2 separate regions of the Gossypium arboreum genome follow, and region 2 is linked to region 1. A link is a contact called in public Hi-C data. All regions are on one chromosome and are shown on one strand. Each heading gives the region's core, a stretch centred on a gene start, on an enhancer-like site or on the middle of the called end of the contact. The rest is flanking DNA. Distances are from core to core; before and after follow the strand shown. Region 1 holds the start of LOC108478878. Region 2 holds the start of LOC108485835 (transcription factor JUNGBRUNNEN 1-like).

What was found. Hi-C and Micro-C count contacts between places; a contact is called where the count stands out from the background.
Region 2: a contact with region 1 is called in a Hi-C map of leaf, with 2.0 times the contacts expected there. The contact joins the promoter of LOC108485835 here to the promoter of LOC108478878 in region 1. A contact is called at or near these places in 2 of 5 Hi-C or Micro-C datasets (both in leaf).

What each region holds. Positions count from the first base shown.
Region 1 is chr6:19,659,709-19,662,727 of ASM2569848v2, forward strand. LOC108478878 reads left to right here and starts at 1,619. Exons shown (of 2, transcript XM_017781335.2): 1 at 1,619-2,772; 2 at 3,007-3,019. The coding sequence starts at 2,106.
Region 2 is chr6:19,962,405-19,965,423 of ASM2569848v2, forward strand. LOC108485835 (transcription factor JUNGBRUNNEN 1-like) reads left to right here and starts at 1,424. Exons shown (of 3, transcript XM_017789683.2): 1 at 1,424-1,757; 2 at 1,852-2,162; 3 at 2,245-2,794. The coding sequence starts at 1,532. The coding sequence ends at 2,625.

The DNA.
Region 1 (3,019 bases), core at 369-2,868:
AAGACTAAATGATAAGCTAAGGTATATCAAAGTTGACACTCTGATCACTCATTGAAGCTTAAGTCAATTAAGGATCTATCGTTATAAAGACTTTTAGTGAAAAAGATAAAAGATGAGAGAGGAATAATACGTCATGACCTTATGCTTGATCCCTAAGCTTGATTTTTATTAATTGATAGTGTAAGGAGTAATCCCACACTGAATCAAATAAAGTTGATAGTGCTTGACAACTTACATATTTATCCTTCTTTATATTATAGTCTAAAAAAGTGCATATGTTTTGAGAAATTGATTGAGATTTATGTGTTTAAGCTTCAAAGAAAATTATATGAAAAGTATAAAAATAGGATTTGTTAAATTCAATATTTTCAAATTTTCAAATTCAAATAGCGATTAAGAAATTTATGCATTTGAAAATTTATCATAAATATTCCATTTTTAAATATTTTATTATTCAATATATTGTTTTTAAATTAATCTAAAATTTAAAATAAAAACGCTACTTCAAGGATTTATATAGGTTGGTTTTGTACAGGTAAAGTGAAAAGAGCGAGCCAAAAACTTGGAACGAAAGGACTAGTCATGAGACCCCATGGATGGTCCTCTCTTTGGTCAAAACCCTAGTCAAAGTGACCCCATGGCAGAAGTTTTTCTACCACATTTTCCGGTCCTAGCTGGCAGACAAATGAAAAGCAAAGAAAAGGGTTGCTGATGTGGCACTGAAGCCTTTAAATGTCTTGCCTTAAAAGACGAAATTGACATCTTTGTTATCCCCAAAAGACCAAAACTGTTTCCCTTCGTCTTATAATTAAATTGCATTGTCCAAACCACCAAACCCTTGAAAGGGTGTTTTATGTAATAATCCCCCCAACGTTACCATGTGACACATTCTGCTACTCGTTTCTCTTAGCTATTTCTTTGCATGGCGTGGGACTTATTTAAGAAGCCTAACCAAATGATTAGGGTGTTGTTTGCCGATTTGTTTAGTCTTTTAATGTAGATCTCTCTTGTCTGATCTTGTTTACAGGAAATATAACGCCACGCTTGTTATTCATTGCCTCATTGCCTGTATCTTATTGATCACTATGAACATATCATATTAATATTGCAGGTGCCTTTTTATTTTTGAAAAAAAAAAAAGTGGACAAGTCAATCTTGTGTTCGAATTTACTTTTCAGTGAAGTTTAAAGTCAAATGCGACATGGACATAAATTACTTTAAAAAGTAGGAGAATTCCTTTGAGGCATGTAAGTACGTGTTGTCTGAGAAGGTTTGTAAAGTTGTTAAAATGTGTGTTTAATTATTTTTTCATTACTTTAAATTGTAGGGAAGAAAGATATAGATGTAGTTGAAAAGTTGAGTGATGATTGGTGGCTTAGGCTTCGTTTGGATGGGCGATTGACTGCGGTGCAGTGTGTTTAACTTATTTTTTATCTCACGCTGCAGTATCGCTATAGTATTTAATCTCACCGCCATCACTATTTTTACACTAATCGCAGTTAAACACAAAGCCTATCCAAACTCACCCTTAATCACTTTTGCCACAGGGCTTACATGGTGGTGAACACTCTCCCCCCACAGTATATATCTTTTTCTCTATCCCTAATTGTCTACCCTTTCCTAGAAAAACAACCCTCTCTCTCCTCTTTCTCTCTCTGAAAATTTTTTTTAGGGGTTCATTGTTGTGTCAGTTTGAGTGGATATGCTTGGCCTTTTGTTATAATTAATGGTAGTTAGATCTCTCTCTCTCTCTCTCTCTCTCTCACTTTGTAGGGAGGCAGTGGTTTGAATAAGTAGTTTTAGATTTCGACTTTAAACTTAGAAGATTTCATTTGATAATTTGAATGGCTTTTGCTGGTTCTCTCCTTTTCTTTTTCATAATATAAGAATACATTTAATTCTCTTCTAGAAATCGCCAAAACCATGAAACAGCATAATCTCTTTATGTTTATCTAGTCACTGATCATTTTCTTTAGGTTGACTTGAACTCACGTTAATTCCTTGGCCTAAGTTTCATTCTTGTAAAAAGGGTTAATATCTAGCTCCAGCTTCTCTTTCCTCTCTCTCTCCCTATGTTATTTTAGGGTGTTGCAGGCACTTTGGCGATGGCTGATCAAGGTGGTAACAACATTGGAATGAGGGAATATAGGAAAGGGAACTGGACTGTTAATGAAACAATGGTATTGATTGAGGCAAAGAAGATGGATGATGAGAGAAGAATGAAGAAAAGCTGGGAGGGTGAAGGGAAGGGCAAACCAACAGAGCTGAGATGGAAATGGGTAGAAGATTATTGTTGGAGTAGAGGGTGTTTGAGGAGCCAAAACCAGTGCAATGACAAGTGGGATAATCTCATGAGGGACTACAAGAAAGTGAGAGAGTACCAAAGGAGAACAGCTGGAGCTGGGGATAACCAAGGATCTTATTGGGAAATGGAGAAGAATGAAAGAAAAGAAAAGAACTTGCCTACTAACATGCTGCGCCAGATATCTGAGTGTTTGGAGGAGGTGGTGGATAAGAAAGGAGGTCAAAGGGTGGTTCTGCTTGCTACTGCCACTGCTAGTGGCTCACTTCCCATTCCCAACATACCGGATGTTATGGATAGACCAATTACTAGCGTGCAACTGCCTCCTATATTGCAACATCAACTTCCACCTATTCCAGCTGCAGTTCCATTACCTCTAACAGCACCGCCGCAACTTCCGCTACCGACAGCTGCTCCTACACCACTATTACAACCACCTTTTTCGTATGCTCAGCCATTGCCCACAGTAGGTACTCTCTCCCTCTCTCTAGCTTGCCTTGCTCACATGCATCATTGCCCGTACATAAATAGTAGATTTCAGTTTTTTAAGTAGTAATTTTGACGGGTCAGCACAAATTCCAATGATTTAAATTGGTACGCCACGTTAGAGACTACTTTGTATGATGATCTCTGATTTTTGTATTGATTGATTTCATTGGTTCCATATATATATATTTATGTTTTGGAGATGTGTGATGGCACAGATTCGGATACAAG
Region 2 (3,019 bases), core at 174-2,673, 300 kb after region 1:
AAAATTAAATTTAAATAACAGTTAAAAATATAAGAATAACAAAAATAAACGATTTTCTTTTTATTTAGTTAAAACAATAAAATTACAATACTATATAAAATTCTTATTTAAATTACGAAATATATCCTCAAGAAATTTCATCAAGTTTTAAATAAGAATTTTTACTTAAAAGGAAAATTCTTTATAGATATATTTGGGTAATTTAAATAAGAAATTTATATATATTTTTAAGTTTATTGTTTTAAAAAATAAAAAAATAAAAGGGCTTATTTTTTTGTTCTTATATTTTTTTAAGGGTTATTTAAGTTTAATTTCAAAAGTGGACAGACCTAACATGCAAATAGACCAAAAGTTTAAAATTATTTAATTTGGTGCCGGTGCCATCTTTTTTATCCAATCTAAAAAGGGTAATTGTTTCATCAAGTCTCTGAACGTTTTATATAATCACACTTCAATCTAATACCGTCAATAGCAACGACAGCACTCAAAAAAATACATTTCTTTTTTAAAACCAGCCAATGATTGGCCTATCATGAAGGGTGGTGCCGCCAATGGTAACGATGATACCGAGATTTTGTCATTTTGGACATAATTTTACAAATGAGTTATTTTCATAAATAATTAATTAATTTAAATTATTTTAAAAATAACTCGTTTATTGCATGATATTTTAAAAATATCAAAACTTAATAATTTAATAATTAAAATTAAAATTTCAAATTTAAAATTAAAAATTAAAATAAATAAAAATAAATTCACAGCTTAGATATAATACCTCTTACTAAACAAAATTTAACCTATATAAATTTGTATGTAATATAAGTCCTTAACTCACATCATGAAAAGACTTTTGCAGCAGCCATATTAATTCGAGACTCAATTAAAATAATGAAGTCAATAGTCTTCAGATTTCTTAGATTTCAAACCCTTAGGAACTTTAATATATTAAGATACTGGTTTAAATGAGTGATAAGTTGCTGTATTCTTTAAAAATTTAGAGTTTAATGTTTATATTTTATTTTTAGAAAAATATTTCAAAATTTAAGTTAAATTATTAATATTATTATATATTTTTGTTAAATGCATAAAGAAAAACCTCTTTCCTAAAATATATGAAAATTAATATGAAATGTTGTAAAGTAGATAATAAATTTTCAATATTAAAAATAAACTTTTGATTGGATATGACGGTAATATACATTATATTTTTAAAGAGAGAATGTAATATCGAATTTTAAAAGATAGAGGAGTGTTTGAAAGATATTTAGTGAAAAAGGCAAACCTTTTTATAATGACTTTTCTTTTTCTTGTTAGATATTCCAGGGACAAATGCTCTCTTCTTTTTCTTTTTCTCAAATAAAGATTTTAATTGTCTTTTTCTTTGGTGAAAAATCTACAAACCAACAAAATCTCTACCGGCTATAAAGTCTTCAAATATGAAGCAAGCAATCTCATATTTCCAGTCAAACAGGCTGACTTTGACTAAAAACCCATGGTCACATCTTAAAACAATATAAGGCCTGTTACGTTAATGTATCTTAAAGTGGTAAAAGAAATAGTAAGGCGCATAGAAATGGAGGTGATGGAGAAGATGATCTCTGAAGATGAAGATGTTTTGCTCCCTGGTTTTCGATTCCATCCTACTGACGAAGAGCTTGTGGGGTTTTATCTTAGAAGGAAAGTGGAGAAGAAACTCTTTAGTATTGACATAATCAAACATGTTGATATCTACAAACATGATCCTTGGGATCTTCCAAGTATGATTCAATAATCTTCATTTTCTTTCTTGTTAATTTCACAGTTTCTTTATGTACTATTTTTTTTATTAATTGCTAACTAATTATGGTGCAGAAGTTAGCAAACTGAGCAGTGGTACAGAGAAAGAATGGTACTTCTTTTGTAGAAGAGGAAGAAAATACAGGAACAGCATAAGGCCAAACAGGGTAACAGGGTCGGGATTCTGGAAAGCTACTGGGATCGACAAGCCTATATATTCGGTAGGTGGATTTCATGATTGCATAGGCCTGAAGAAATCCTTGGTTTATTACAAGGGGAGTGCAGGGAAAGGCACTAAAACTGATTGGATGATGCATGAATTTCGCCTCCCACCACCCTCCACAACTACTCTCTCAAGCACCAACAAGGACAACTTGCCAGAAGCTGTAAGATCCATTTCAACTAGTTAAAATTTCCTTCTCTCTCTTGAAATTCCTTTTCTAATCTTGTATGAGGGAGTTGTTACAGGAAGTTTGGACACTTTGCAGAATCTTTAAACGGGATGTTTCAAGTAGAAAGTTTGCATCAGATTGGCAAAATAAGAAGAATAAACAAAATACTAATACTAGTGCCAGCAGCTCTAGAGCATGCAGTGTAGAATCGGAAAATAGTTTGAAGGTAGAGAATTTCGGAGTTTTAGATGATAAGGGGATCGAAAGGAAGCTTCAGAATGATCATTTCCTTGGAGGGAACCAGTTGTTTGCAGCAACAACTCAAGTGCTTCCATCATATTTAAGCTTTTCTAACCCAAATGCAGCTGATGAATACTTCGGACAAGAACACTGGGATGAACTTAGGCCTGTAGTTGATTATACCATAGCTAAATCACTGCAATATAGTGATTGGTAGATGTTTAAGGGATATACATATATATATATACACAACTCGAGATAACCATGAATCTCTTTGAAGAATATATACCGATCCATTTTAAGTTGGATGCTCTTGTTTGATTTTTGGTGTAGTAAAACTAGATGAAGACTACAATCACAAAAAATAGAGAGATGTGGTTTTTTTTTTCTTCTTCTTCTTCTTCTTCTTTTTTTTTTTTTAGTTTTAGTTCATGGGAATCATAGCAGGTTAATGTGTTTAGGATGAAAAACATTTTAGAGAATACAAGCTAATTTAAACTTGGTATAATAGTGAGTTAAAAAGAACATGGCCATGGCTGTTCTTGGTTTTAAATTGCAGCATGGTGTAAGGCCAGAAATATACTATTCCAAGTTACTTTCCATGGCCGACC